5 separate regions of the Mus musculus genome follow, and regions 2, 3, 4 and 5 are each linked to region 1. Evidence: chromatin contacts called from public ChIA-PET, HiChIP or PLAC-seq and promoter capture Hi-C data. All regions are on one chromosome and are shown on one strand. The core of a region is the stretch at or near the end of the contact, and the rest is flanking DNA. Distances in the headings are between cores, read along the strand shown. Region 1 holds the start of Abcb1b (ATP-binding cassette, sub-family B (MDR/TAP), member 1B). Region 2 holds the start of Tmem243 (transmembrane protein 243, mitochondrial). Region 3 has its middle 34 kb from the start of Slc25a40. Region 4 has its middle 3.9 kb from the start of Gm31449. Region 5 holds the start of Dmtf1 (cyclin D binding myb-like transcription factor 1).

Evidence for each region. ChIA-PET counts read pairs in DNA pulled down with a chosen protein or histone mark. HiChIP or PLAC-seq counts read pairs in DNA pulled down with a chosen protein or histone mark. Capture Hi-C pulls out chosen DNA fragments and counts their contacts.
Region 2: a contact with region 1 is called in an RNA polymerase II ChIA-PET map of memory CD8 T cells, with 44 read pairs. The contact joins the promoter of Tmem243 here to the promoter of Abcb1b in region 1. A contact is called at or near these places in 9 of 39 promoter capture datasets (the 3T3-L1 cell line, the C10 cell line, embryonic stem cells and 5 more), 2 of 484 Hi-C or Micro-C datasets (embryonic stem cells and pro-B cells), 2 of 115 datasets of contacts at active chromatin or transcription factors (effector CD8 T cells and memory CD8 T cells) and 1 of 9 other capture datasets (adipose tissue).
Region 3: an RNA polymerase II ChIA-PET map of memory CD8 T cells shows a contact between it and region 1, with 52 read pairs. The contact joins the enhancer-like site here to the promoter of Abcb1b in region 1. A contact is called at or near these places in 4 of 39 promoter capture datasets (the 3T3-L1 cell line, hippocampal neurons, liver and 1 more) and 4 of 115 datasets of contacts at active chromatin or transcription factors (the 230-238 cell line, effector CD8 T cells, large pre-B cells and 1 more).
Region 4: a contact with region 1 is called in an H3K27ac HiChIP or PLAC-seq map of microglia, with 7 times the contacts expected there. The contact joins the enhancer-like site here to the promoter of Abcb1b in region 1. A contact is called at or near these places in 1 of 39 promoter capture datasets (pre-B cells), 2 of 484 Hi-C or Micro-C datasets (bone marrow-derived macrophages and muscle stem cells), 3 of 115 datasets of contacts at active chromatin or transcription factors (effector CD8 T cells, memory CD8 T cells and microglia) and 1 of 9 other capture datasets (liver).
Region 5: a contact with region 1 is called in a promoter capture Hi-C map of liver. The contact joins the promoter of Dmtf1 here to the promoter of Abcb1b in region 1. A contact is called at or near these places in 1 of 39 promoter capture datasets (pre-B cells), 4 of 115 datasets of contacts at active chromatin or transcription factors (bone marrow-derived macrophages, memory CD8 T cells, microglia and 1 more) and 1 of 9 other capture datasets (liver).

The regions. Positions count from the first base shown.
Region 1 is chr5:8,796,865-8,799,564 of GRCm38.p6, reverse strand. It overlaps Abcb1b (ATP-binding cassette, sub-family B (MDR/TAP), member 1B), which reads right to left and starts at 1,418. Exons shown (of 28, transcript NM_011075.2): 1 at 1,276-1,418; 2 at 759-829. The coding sequence starts at 823. Gm5106 (predicted gene 5106) reads left to right here and starts at 1,042. Exons shown (of 3, transcript NR_152133.1): 1 at 1,042-1,621.
Region 2 is chr5:9,099,467-9,102,166 of GRCm38.p6, reverse strand. It overlaps Tmem243 (transmembrane protein 243, mitochondrial), which reads right to left and starts at 1,430. Exons shown (of 5, transcript NM_001081029.1): 1 at 1,308-1,430; 2 at 772-950. The coding sequence starts at 849.
Region 3 is chr5:8,455,394-8,458,093 of GRCm38.p6, reverse strand. No RefSeq gene overlaps it. Among named protein-coding and RNA genes, the nearest start is that of Slc25a40, 34 kb to the right of the region's middle. Within about 2 kb of position 1,338, at least 51 of the 459 cell types and tissues checked have an H3K27ac peak or open chromatin away from gene starts, as enhancers often do. A contact at or near this core is called in the 230-238 cell line, effector CD8 T cells and memory CD8 T cells, where this site is marked.
Region 4 is chr5:9,068,429-9,071,152 of GRCm38.p6, reverse strand. No RefSeq gene overlaps it. Among named protein-coding and RNA genes, the nearest start is that of Gm31449, 3.9 kb to the left of the region's middle. Within about 2 kb of position 1,327, at least 129 of the 459 cell types and tissues checked have an H3K27ac peak or open chromatin away from gene starts, as enhancers often do. A contact at or near this core is called in bone marrow-derived macrophages, liver, microglia and 1 more, where this site is marked.
Region 5 is chr5:9,160,474-9,163,173 of GRCm38.p6, reverse strand. Dmtf1 (cyclin D binding myb-like transcription factor 1) reads left to right here and starts at 1,398. Exons shown (of 18, transcript NM_011806.3): 1 at 1,398-1,560. Gm46901 (predicted gene, 46901) reads left to right here and starts at 2,264. Exons shown (of 1, transcript NR_166570.1): 1 at 2,264-2,700.

The sequences.
Region 1 (2,700 bases), core at 169-2,668:
TGCAATAGGTCTGGCTGAAGTTAACTGTTCTATGCCGTGTACCTTTCTTTACTAGAAAACTTCAAGAGTGTCTTTCTGTACTACCCTTTTCAGTGGACTAAAAATGAGTGACTGAAAAAAATCATACTGATGTTTCTTATTCTAATTTCACATTATTAAATGTAAAGTTTACTTTCACTTTGTACTTTCCCTCTTTATACTGAAATCTTGTTTCCGAATACTATTAATATAGCTACTAATTCCTATTATCTTAGTTTACAATTTTCTATATATAATGAACCCACTGAGGTAAGTTTTTAATTACTGGCGACACGCAGTCCACTATGATAAAAATATATTGAGAGTAACTATTTTCTCTTAGCAATTACAGTTTCAATTTTTCTAATTTAAGTATAGGTAAGCAACCTTAAACCATATAACTGTATTGTTCTGTTTCACCTGTTATGCCACATTCTGTGTTTGTATACGTGTTTATCAGAAGATAATGGGCCACAGTGAGCACCCAAGCAGCATAAGGCTCAAGGCATGAGCGATCAACAGCGCTCAAAAAAGCCGAGGTCATAAAACTAAAAAGATGTGAGTAGAGGCTGAATTCACAGAAGCATCCATCTGTCACACACATCTGAAGGACTGCTCCAAGCAGAGGAGTTCCTTCCAAGGGCTGAAATAACGCCCACGCCCACTAATCATTTAAAACAGTGCCGGAGGCTACAAATTGGCCAGAATGTACAAGCACGAACGTGAAATAATTTGGCTACCTCTTTTTGCCCATCTTCGAGAAGTTCTTGTCTGCTCTTCCCTTAAGGTTCTCTTCAAACTCCATCACCACCTGAGGAGAAACCAGTTCATTAGCCAAACACGTGGCCGCGGGGACCAGAACCTAGGCAGAGCTCACTGCCCCACGGAGCCAAGAGAGGAGGAGGAGCCCCGCCCTGATGCTCCTGGGGCCGGGCCTGGGGGTAACTCACCCCGGGGAATCCCGGGAAGCTGTGTCACCCGCGTGGACCGGGTGCTCGGCTCTGGGTCCCGCCACCCCGCCCTGCTGGGTCCCTTCCGCCCTGGCGCGCTCCTCCACCAGCCCGCGGCTGCGAGCTGGGCAGCGAGATCCACAGCACAGGGCTGGCGCGGAAAACACCGTCCTGAAGGCTGCTGCTGCGGGTGCTCTTGGAGCGACTTGTGGCTGTCGCCACTTGGTCCCCACAGACTCAAGAGGACGCTACCACCCGGACCGGACTCAGGCATCCGGAGCACCGCACTCTTCCGAGAACTGCCTACCTCACGTGCCACCTCCGGGTTTCCTTCGCAAAGTCAGCCAAGATGTAGAATTTGGAAGTAGCTCTGAGTTGAGCGGAACCTCAGAAGATGGAAGCAGCGGCCTCAGCCTCTTACGGCTTCAAGAGCCACTGCGGGAAGGAGCCAGAGGGCTTCCTCGGGCCCCGGATTAAAATAGATGCCAGCGGCCGCCCTAAGGCCCGGCAGCCAATCAGCCTGGTGGGTGGGATTGGGCATGGGCAGCTGGAGCGGTTGCGAAACAGGAGATACTTCCAGGCTTACCCTGATTTTTTTGAGAAGGGCGCTGGTTCCCTCAGACATTTACATAGACTTGTCTTTACGTGTTCAGGTAAGTGTCCATACAGAAGTGTATATACCTGGATAGTACACAGTTGGTTCTCTGATGAGTCATACTTAAAAAGACACTTTCCCTGACATAGCTAATCTAATATAATTAATAAAGCAACCAGGGACCTTGCTTATTCTGTAAAGTTTTTTTTTTTTTTCTGACAGCATTGCTTTCTAGGCTGGTAGAAATTTTTCTGTGAAATATATATATATATATATATATATATATATATATATATATATATATATATGGTCTTGGCTTGGATGATAGTCCTATACAATTTCAAGGTAGAAATGATATTTCAAAGTACATAGTATTTTCAACTTCTAACTCTGGAATCAATATCTGTGTTTTTTCCCAGGGCATATCAAGTTCTTAGATGTTCTGGAATTCTGACTGATGCAGATATTTGCGTGTAGCAGGTCTTTTTCTGTCTACTTGTAACTGACTGTGACCTAACTTGCTGGCAACTCAGTGGCTGAGAAATGTCAACCTGAGATAGACAGAGTTCCTTGTCTCAATGACATTGAAGCACTGACCACCTGGGTGGAGACTCCTGTTTCTTCTACCAAGATGTCTGTTTCCACAGATAGCAAGAAGTAGCCACCTTTGTTTTTATTTAACTCATTGTCTATGGGGTGAGCTGGGGTCTCCTTCTTGAACAAGATGGAGATTTTACTTGGTCTTTAAAATTGGCTTTATTAAGGTAAGGACACACCACGAAAGGAGATCTGTGCCTTACCTGCTCCTCGGGGGCTTCAGGGTGAGGACAGAGCAGTTTGTCATCCTAGGGCCCAGACCATCTTTTCCCTGGCTGTTAGTGTGGTTACCTCATGTCTGACTACGAGCCCTGTTACTAGCTCCCAGGCCTGCAGGTTCTTCCGCTCTTCAGCTTCCTTTTAACCCCGGCACCCCTTCTCATCTCAACATGCGTGGGACTTGCAGTTCACCCTTAAAATCTGTGGGGAGCGAGCTCCTTCAGCAGAACTGTTAAATATAGCACTTTAAGGAGTTGTCACTTGTGTTACCAACAGTAATGACAGGAGCAAGGCTCGAAAACAAAGCTATAAGGTAGGTTT
Region 2 (2,700 bases), core at 181-2,680, 300 kb before region 1:
TAACCACAGCAACTTTCAAAGGCTGACTGCTCCTATCAGGGGTCAGGGGGTCTACAGTCACCAACGTCATTTACAAGTGGGGGGGGGGGGAGGGTAAGAGAGCTACAGGTTAATCTTGCCCTGACTTCTGAGAAAGTTTTATGCTGAATACAGAGTTTCTTGATTGTCCCCAAGGCAAGGGGGCTGGGGGTGGGGAGCAAGTTTCAGAAAGTTAACGCTAAGTACAGAGAAAGACTTTTGTTGACTGCAGGCCAGAGGCTCTATCTAGTCAAGCTTCTAGAAAACGGTTAGTGCCTCTGCCTATTTGAGAGCTGGGACCCTTTGTTTGATCACCTCCTGGGATTGTGGCCAACATCCACCTTCATGGAGCTGCTTCACATCCTCATCCTCTTAAGAACTCTAGGTAAGCAATCATCAGAAGCAACCCTGGGCTCTCGATGCACTCCTGAAACCACTAAAGCCCTGGACGCACACCTGAAGTGTGGAGCTGGAAAGTGCGCTTATGCAACCTTCGCAGGACTTTCCCTCCACGGTGGGGTTTCCGCACTCTCCGTAAGGGCTTCCCACAAACTGCCCAGAACTTTCTGAACTTTTCTCCACTCCAAACTGCTCTTGGTGCAGAGTGCAGGGCAAACATCCCAAGAGAGGGGCGGGACGGCAAGAACAGTTCTTCCCACTTCCAAGTACCCTCCAGGCAGGCTGCAAGGAGCCAGCGGGGTGGAGGGAGGCGGGATTCTCGCACTCTGGCCCGGGGCCCACTCCCGCACTCACCTTGGCAGACGTCTCCCCGAACAGAGGTCTGTTATCCAGGCCGCTGGTCCCGTAGGTCCTGGTAGCAAAGTCCTCCATTTTAGGGCTGCTTCGCTCGTCCCCGGACGCTCAAAAGCGAGTCCGCATCAGCTCGCGAAGTCCGGACGCCCGCCCCTCACGGCGCACGCATGGCCCGGGCCCTGGGGGGGTGGGGAGGGCGGGAAATCCCGACGGGGCGACTGTCACTCCCGGGGGCCCCTGGCCGCTCCGCCCCAGCCCCGCCGTCCTCATCTCCAGCGGCCGCCGCGGGAAGTGAAAGGAAACAAACAGCGCTTGGCCGCCGCCCCGCCCGCGCCCGCCGCCCCCAATCTCGGCCGGGGCTCCACCGGGAGAAAGTTTGCCTGGCGCGAGTCCCCCGCGCGGCGGGGCGGCGGGAGTGAAGTTGCGGGCCGGGCGGCCCCGCACACCACCCTAGCTCGGCTGAGAGCTCCGCATCCGCCCGCTCGCGTCCCGTCCCCCGTGCTCCCCGCAGCCCCGGCTGCGCCCGCAAGCCAGACCTCGGCGTCCCGCGCCGCGCGCGCGGCGGATCCAGGCAGCGGCCGCGACCCCGAGCCGTGGCCCCCACACGCCGGCCGGACGCCGGCGCCGTGCGGCGAGTCCCCCCGGGCTCTCCGGTCCGGGACCTGCGGCCACTGTCGCAAACCGGTCGGGCCCGCCCAGATCGCGTCACGACTCAGGCAGCCAATCCCACGGGCAGAGGCGCCGCCTGGGCTGCAGAGCTTTATTTACAGAGGTGCGGGTCGTCCCACCGAGGCGCGGGTCCCCGCTGCCAAGCGTTTCTCCGCCTCTTGGCAATTGGCGGCTGCGCGGTGCACGTAGTGGCTAAAGCAGGGTTCTGAAGACCGACTCGAATTTGGCGTCTTAAAACCCGACAACCTGCTTCGACCACTCCAGGATTTGGATGTGGACACTTTACAGTATCGGAGGCAATCGTGTATGCGTGTTTTATTCTGTATTACACACAGAATAAGAGGTCCTAGTTTACATAAACAGTTAGGTATTTCGTTGCCTGGTCCAGTGGGGGTGCTGCCACAGGCCAGAGCTTCGCATCTTGGGCCTTTTTGGAGTCTTGGGGCTTAGAGAGCTGAATGGAATGGACAAGCTGCACAAGTACCGTCGCTCTACATTTGAAGTTCTTCCTAAAAGCTAAAAACCAAACAACTACACTAATAGGATTGGGCTGACACTAATACCTAGCTAGATTCAAGAAAGTTCGGAAAGTGTTAGTGTGCAGGAGACTCTAAGCTGAAGCGATACCTCCACGAACGCTTAGAATCTAGACATGGGTTCCAGTGCCACGCAACAGTTTAGAACAAGGGATGGAATAACAACCACAACGAACTTCCAGCCCTGAGTACACGTAAGTATTATACATATCCCCATTGCCCAATCATTACACGTGTTTTACAAATTAGCTGTTTACTCGCGACTTTACCTTAACAACAGCAATACTACATAATCCAGCACCCACTTCTATTAAAAGTTCTATTTAAAGATTCATATTAAAAGGTCCTACAAATTAATTCACTTACTTATATTCAGTTTCATTCAACAAAAAATATTTTTGAGGCTCTAGGCTGTAATCCTTTGAATATTAGGGACAGTCTAGACTAAGTAGCAAGACCCTGTCTCAAAATAATAAAATAAAAACTAACAATACTTTGAGAATCTGCTGTGTGCTAAGCAACTATCCACCAAAATAACACAGTAATTATGGGCCTTGGTCAACAACCCCAAAAGATGCCATAATACCAAATTTGATATACAGTCAAATCAAAATCCATAAAGTCTAAAATTCTGAAAGGTTAAAGTTCTGGAAATATTATTCTGGGAAAAAATAAAGACTTTAAATACAAGTATATTTTTTAAAGTATAGTTATTTGAGAAACA
Region 3 (2,700 bases), core at 89-2,588, 340 kb after region 1:
AGTGAAACTAATAGAGGTTATGAACCAAATGGATTTAACAGACATTTACAGAACATTTCACCCTAAAACAAAACAATATACCTCTTCTCAGCACCTCATGGTACCTTCTCCAAAACTGACCATATGATTGGGCACAAAACAGGCCTCAACCAATACAAGAAGACTGAAATAATCCCATGCATCCTATCAGACGATTACGAATTAAAGCTGGTCTTCAGTAAGAACCAAAACTACAGTAAGCCCACATACCCATGGAAACTGAACAACTCAAGTTGGTGATGCTTACCTCTGTAATTCCTGACCTCTTTCCTAGGTTTCCCATTTCCAGGGTTGTCTCCATTTGTGTTTTCTTTATTGTTTCCACTTCCACTTTTAGGTTTTGACTGCTTTATTCAATTCCTTCATCTGTTTGATTGTGTTTTCCTGTATTTCTTCCTTCCGTGGGGCCTTCCAACTGTGGGGTCTTAAGAGGGGTAGAGGAGCTAAGTATCCGTTGCCCTGGCTGCAGTAGATCTCCTGTGAGGCCTTTAGACTCTTTGGTTTTCAGAGGAGCAGTCAACTTGTTGCCCTGTGTGCAGATGTTCTCCAGGGAGGCCTATGGACTGTGGTTTCTGTTCCCCTGTGTACAGAACTCCAGGGAGGCTTTCAGACTGTTGGGTTACTTGCCCCAGTTGTCAGAACTGATTCTATCCTGTGTGGAACCTGGGGCTTGAACACAGGTTGTTATGCTTGGTGGCAAACATCTTTACCTATTGAGCTATCTTTCCAGATTTAAAATGTCTTAATAAATGTTGACAGATTAACAAATAAAAGCAACAGTCTCTAATTCTAAAATGGGAATTTTAGAATTCTAATTCTAATTTTGGAAAAATGTAAAAGTAATACAGTGAATAAAATTTTCATGTGTCCCTAAATTTATGCCCAAGAAAAGTAGAGAAAAAAAAATCATGTGTCATATGCAAGAACATTTTTGGGGAAAATTGAATTTTACTCCATTTTGTAAAAAGCCAGATATGTATTAGGTTAATGTGTATGTGGTTAAAGGTTTTAATACATTTCTTTAAAAACAGTATTTCAGTAATAAATTATGAGAACTTAACTTTTCTTTAACATTAAACCTTAAGTTTGTATCCTTTATAATAATCATCACTAGGATTGTCATTTTGCCCAAATCCCTAGAAAGAAGCAACTTGAGAGAAGTGTCCATTGTGGCTTATCCCCAGGAATGTAGCTTATCGTGGTGGCAGCAAGAGTGTGAAGCAGGCTGGTTACACTGCACTGCCAACCTAGAGAAAGAGTGCCAACCTGAAGCCCCACCCACAGTGACTCACTGTCTCCATCAAGGCTCTAGCTACTAAAGAACCCACAACTTCTAAAACAAGGCTACCAACTGTGGACTGAGTGTTTAAACATAGGCACGTATGAGGAACGTCTCACATTCAGGCAACAACCAACCACATGACAAAGAACGTGCATATACACTCTGCAAATCCCACGTGAATGCACCAAAAACCTAACAAGCATACAGGGTCAAAAGCTTAGTTTGTTACTATAATGTGATATCTGAGGATAGCCATTCAAGCCAACAATGGTTACATTAATTTAGAAGAGAAAAGTTTTGGAGAAAATTTAAAGAGTAATATTTATTTCAGAAACTAAATGTATTCAAATACTACTATAAAACAAAGTTATTTTCCAAATATTAATGCTAATGAGTTAAAAGTAGGGAAAATGTCATTTTTTAAAACAATTTCTTGTGTATGGGTGTTTTGCCTACACTCTTATGTATATAGACACGTATGTATATATACTACGTGTATGTAGTGCCTGTGGAAGCCCACTGGAACTGAAGCTACAGATAGTTGTGAAGTACCATGTGGTTGCTGGGAAAGGAACTCAGGTTCTCTGGAAGAGCAGTCAATGCTTGTAAGCTGAGCCAGATTTCCAGTCCCAATTTACACTTCTTATCCAGCTGCATGGCTTGCAATGTGTCACTAACAAAAATGTAGTTAACTTATTTTTGTCCTAATCACTTTTTTTTGGCAAGAATAGGGGACCTTTTCCCATATTAACAATAATACTATTTCAAATATGTTTCTATGCTCTGTTCCCTGCTCTTTTCTAACAATAAAAAAGAAATATAACAACTTAAGGGAAAGGTTAAGTTTAATAATGAACTTTCATGTATGTATTTCATAGCATTTTATAGTGATTGTATATGAAAGCCAGTGGTACTTCTAAGCAAGCACAACATATTTTAATTAAAAAAAAAAAAAGGAAAGGAAATCACTTTTGTGGTTTCTCTCTTCCTGTCAACTGTAATGCTAAGTGAAGGCCCCAAAGTAATTCTGATTGGAGAATAAAGATGCCAACAGCCAATAGCTGGGCAGAAGAGACACAGGTGGGCTTAGAGAGACCACAAGGAGAGAGCAGGAAGAAGGCACCAGGAATACAGGAAGAAGTATTGTGTGAAATGTTAAATGGTAATCCACACTATCACTGGCAAGGCACAGGAGGCCAGGCCAGGCCAGCCAGAGTTCTCCCACTAGGATGCTAAGTTCCCATGGTGGGATGTTGCCACCCATGGCCCACACTTCCCAATTCCCGTTGCTGGCTGGGGTGCCCTGTCGTCGTACTTTTCTCTGGATCCCAGTTGAGACTCCACTTGAAGAAAAACCACACAATCTTAGCTTAGGATCA
Region 4 (2,724 bases), core at 78-2,577, 270 kb before region 1:
AGGATGTGTTGATCTGCTTATTTTTGTTTGGCTCATAGTTTGAGGTTCCTCATGGCAGGGAAGGCCTCACAGCAGGGGCATGAGAGAGCTGCATGCGAGCTGGTTACATCCTCTCCACAGCCAGGAAGCAGAGATCAATGAAGATGGTCCTAATCTGCCTTCTCTCTTCTTTTCTGTTTATATTAAGTCTCTGTCCCATATTATGTGATGGGGCTGCTCACGCCATGAATGAGTCACCCTTCCTCAGTTAAGCATCTCTGGGAGTCAGTGATGAATAAACGAAAAATAAGCTATCCCAAAAAGCTAGTTAATTGCACCACATAGATTCTGTGAGACACTGAATATCATGTATCAGTTGATGCACTAATAACATAACCTTCTGTAATCAACCTTTTCAAAAACAAAGTTGAATTGCTGCCATGTAGAAATATTTTGTTCCACATTAATTTCTAGAAATGTACATAAATATTCTTTGTGATAAACCTGGCCACTGGAATTATCCTGACTGTACAAAAAAAAAACAGTTTAAAAAGAGACTCTGCCTCCTGAACTTATAAAACTATATGAATATGCAGTCAAATCTCTTTATTTACATGGTATCTGCCTCTCTGTGCCCTTCAAAGCCTCTGTCCCCTGCACCACGGCCCCATTTCTAGACAACATCTTGCTGAAGCTCTTTGGAGGTGGCTTTTCTTCGCTGGAATCCTACCTTTTGCTAAGTGTGAGAATGAGACTTTAATGCTGTCACACCTCCCTTTACTTCAGTCAGATCTGACAGCTCCAGGTCTTTCTGCTTTTGTCTCATGAGAATGTTTGTCTTAGCTGCGTTTTATTGCTATGGCAATGACAGCTCTTATAAAGGAAAATATCTAACAGGGGACAGATTATTGCTTCAGAGGTTTAGTCCGTTATTTTCATGGTGGAAAGAATAGTGACATGCAAGCAGATATGGTGTTGGAGAAGTAACTGAGGGTTCTAAATCTGCAGGCAGCAGTAAGGGAGAGAGAGCCTGGGCCTGGCTTGAGCATTTGAAACCTCAAAGCTTACTCCAGTAACACCCTCCTGACTGCATGGCACTTAATCAGCAAGCTTTCAGCACATCAGTCTCCTACTTGTCAACCCCGCCCGCCTGCATGCTGAACAACTGTTTTCATTTTCAGCTTTTGAAGGTTTCTTTTTGAGAGGCTCCCTGAAGGTGTCAGACAGGGGGAAGAATGTGCAGAGAGAATGAAGACCTGGAGCACATTGACTTTGTCAACCTGGATCAGACTTCAGGGAGTCTGATGGCAAGCAGTCCATTGTACACAGTACCACGTGGGAAAAGGTTTCCAGGCAACAATCAGTCCAATCAGTCCAATTCCAGGGGCACGATAAATCGTAAGGTGTGAGTACACAGGAGCTCCTTTACAGAGTACATGTGACCATGAGGGTGGGTTCTATAGCTAGAATCTAATGTGGTCTCTGACCGATAGCACAGAGGTCAGCAGGCCATAAAATACTTGTGACATCTCCCCTTATGATGGTCTAGTGAGGGAAGAGTCTGGGATAATCATTCTGGGGGGGTTGAGTGAGGTCTGCCTCTGTAGCAAAAACTGGGTGAGGTCTGTGTCCACAGATAGCAAAAAGATCAACAGATCATTAAGAAAATCCATTCTCAGCTTTCTGGATGGAATGCAGGTATTTGATTTTGTCTCCTCCATTGAGGAGAAACCCCTGTGTGATTAACTGCTCTCTTACTGCTTCTCTGTGAATGCAAGGACCTCTGTGCCCCCTACATCTTTTGATACACAGGAGTTTTAATTTTGACACAATCTATTAATCTTTTCCTCAGTGTTTACACTTCATGTGCTTTATTTTTAAAAAGCATTTTTGGTTCAAGATCCCAGAAGCCCTGTTACACTTTGCTCTGTCTTTCAGTTTTGCTTTCCACATCCAGCCTTTAGCCTATCTGTTTAGGTTTGATGTGAAATCTGAACCTTGTTTTGTTCTATCCTGCAGAAGTGCCCAACTGCTCATGCTTTGGCCACTGAGTCAGCATGAGGAAAAGGAATGACTCACAAGCTCAGCAACTACCAGGACAATTGCCAGAATTTGGCAGACATGATTACTAAGCTCCCAGCAACCACAAGGTGGGCCGTGCCAGAGGGCAGCTTGTTCCATACGGAGCAGGAACTGAGCAAAGCACCCTCATTTGAAAGGAGAAGTGTTGTTAATTTTCTGCACTGTGGCTAGCCTTGTCAAAAACTCAAAGGCTGCTGGCCCTTCACAGAAAGTGCCCCTGAGAGAGCCCCTGTGTTCTTGCCTCTGCCTGTCTTGCCACCTCCGTGTTCTCACATTAGCTAAGACCACAAATTGAGATGTACCTGTCTTGCTCACCATGGAGTCTCTTTTGAGAAGTGAGATGTAATTCAGGCATCTCAAACTGAGTGAATCCTGGAGATAAAAAATTTAGGTAAGTGAGCAGTAACTACAGACACAAGCATCACCAACAGAATACAAGAGATGGAAAAGAGAATCTCAGACATAGAATATATGGTAGAAGAAACTGATATATCATTCAAAATGTCAAATCTAAAATGTAAATGCTAAAAAGCTCCTGACACAATACATCTAGGAAATCTGGGATACTATAAAAAGACCAAACCTAAGAATACTAAGGATAGAAGAAGGAGAAAATTCCCAGCTCAAAGGCCCAGAAAATATTTTCAACAAAATCATAGAAGA
Region 5 (2,700 bases), core at 149-2,648, 360 kb before region 1:
ATTCCAAATTGCATTGGCCATCAACTCCTATGAACCTTGCTTGATTTAAGAGTATGCCTGATACATCTAATTTCACTCCCCTGGGGGGAAAAAATGATTTTCCCTTTCCCCAGATCTACCATTTGCAAACAGCTTCTTGATTAGGAATGGGACTTTGTGTATCACTAGTAGTGAAAGGAAAGCAAAGTATAACGTGTATCTGCTGAATCATAAAAGCAACACCAATAGGAACCCCAATGCTCAGAATTGTGTATCTTAGAACTTTTGGGTTGGTTTGGTTTGGTTGAGATGTGTTCTATGTAGCCAACACTGCCTCAAAATCCAGTCTTCTTTCTGCCTCAACCTCTTCTCTGCTGAAATTAATAGGTTCGAACAATTGTGCCCAGCATGGGGCAAAAGGCAACTTTTTTGATGTTCTCATCATAGAGTCTGCACTTTTTGTAGCAGTGTTTATGGCAGAAAACCACATCTGACCAGTGTGCAGTTAAGTGACTGTAGAATGCCTATCCCTAAGTGGGTTTTTATAATGCAATCCTTACACCAAAGGTATAGGAGCGTTGCTGAAGATGGGGGGCAGAAAACTTGAAAGAGTCAGGGGAATGGGAAGACTTCTGTTTTAACACCCACCACTCAGCAGCTGTGGTCCCATGCATACCACCACTCCACTCCACATTCCAGCATGGATGGCGAACAAGGTTCCATCTCTGGCTAGGGAGCTACAAGCAGTCAAGACTGCTGAGGAAGAGTCAACTTCCTTCCTGAAGAGATCAGATTGTTTTCCCACGTCCAAGCGGGGCGCAGCCCTACACTGAAGTACATCTGGGCTACATGTGTGTACCCAGAAATACACCCCTACAATAGGACATGAATTTGAGTCGGGGGCATGTCAGGGAAAACACGGGGAGGAGTTGGAGTGGATAGGAAGGAGTAAATATGGTCAAAATGCATCTATTCATGTATGAACCTGATTCTTAAAGATTGGCATGGGAACAGGGCTTCTATTTTGTTCATCTCTAAGAATCCAGAAAATAGAGCTGCACTCGGCATAGCTACCAGCACTGAACTTTAAATGCATAAAGAACTGTAGTCTCCTAAAAGCGAGGTCACACTCACGGAGGTCACCTTTCACAAGAATTATAGAGACACACCGCTCCCTCTTCGCTTCGGAGATTGCGGAAACTAAAAGACAGATGGTGCAGACGCCTGCCAAGGGAAAGACCCTCCTTTACGTCTATCACCCGCCACAGCTCGACGGCGACCGTCCGACCCTATCGCTCGCTGAGAATGGCGCTCGATTCCGCAGCAACCCATCAGCTTGCCGACGCAGACGGAAGTGACGTCGGGGGTGGCGCGCGGGCCCGCCCCCCAGGAGAGGCGGGCCGCAGGGGGGGTGCTGGGAGGGCGGGGGCGGGGCGCGGCCTCGCGGCTCCGTTTCCGGTGGCTGGTTGCGCTCGCTCACCCCAGCTGCAGCCACTCTCTCCCGCGGCTGCTTCCTCCATCCTGGTATTTTTTGGAGCCTCCATCCTGGTTCTTCCAAAGTGCCCGGACCCAAAACAGGAAGTAAGTGCGATGGAACCTTCAGGTCCGGGCCTCCGCCGCAGCCGCTCCGCCCAGTGCGGCCGAGCCGGCCCCTTCGCGGGCCTTGGCTGTCGCCGGCTGGGTGCCGCGGGCGGGGTCGGAGTCCGGGCTTCGCTTAGCCGCCGCGGCAGGCCCCGCACGCCGCGCCCGCGGTCTCCGTCGCCGGCTCAAGCGGCCGCTGGCGGCTGGAACTCCCGAGCGATCCCTGGGGCGCAGCGGCGAGCCGGTGGGGGCGGAAAATGGCGGCGGGCTGGAGGAACTAAATGGCGCCGGGACCCCTGGGGGTGGGCCCGAGTCGCGGAGGACGGCGCCGGGGGCCCCGCGGGCGTGTGCGTGCTGGGCGGCGGAGCTGCCAGCCTGGCTTGGCTGGGGTGCACTGAGCCCCCTCGGCTGCGTGGGTGGGGTGGGCAGGGCAGTGGGGGCGGGGGTCGTCCCAAGCCCACCATTTCTCCTCGGCTCGTTTGGCCCGTGAGCCCCTCGCCGGTTGGACTCAGCGAAGGAAGTCATGGTTGCCAGTCGGACTTTCTCTTTAGAGACCGCGCGGGACGTGGCCTGGGGTGCGGGGAGAGTCCTGGCCCAGCCAACTAGTAATTGTCAGGATCGTGCGGAGCAGACCTTTAGCGTTTCAAAACCCTCTTTGGCCCTCTAGCAAGAACTTTTTTTTTTTTTTTTTTTTTTTTTTTTGAGAATCTCCCCGCAACCTTAACGAGTTTTACTCCGAAAGAAGTGGTCCAGTGCCATCCTGTGCTGTTCAGTGATACAGCATATGTTTTTATAGTTAAAGACTTCGGTGTAGCTAAAGAAAGAGTGATAGCCCGTGATTGCTTTTGTCAGCCCTTGTACCTCTTTCTGACAGCTAGACTTCCTTTGGGACAACCTCCAAAGAAAAATGCATTTCAGTACTGTTTGTGATGTGTTATGTCTTAAGCTAGATGTACTGACTTTTATTAATTAGAGCTATATTTTCGTGTTGTAAATAACTTTTGTGGCTTTTAGGCTGTAAATTAAGAAAGAAAAGACCTTTGATTATATTGAAAGTTTTACAAACATCAAAGGCTATTTTCCTTATAGATTTTCTATTTCTGGTACTGCAAATTTCTTTAGGCCAGTCTTAAATTTACC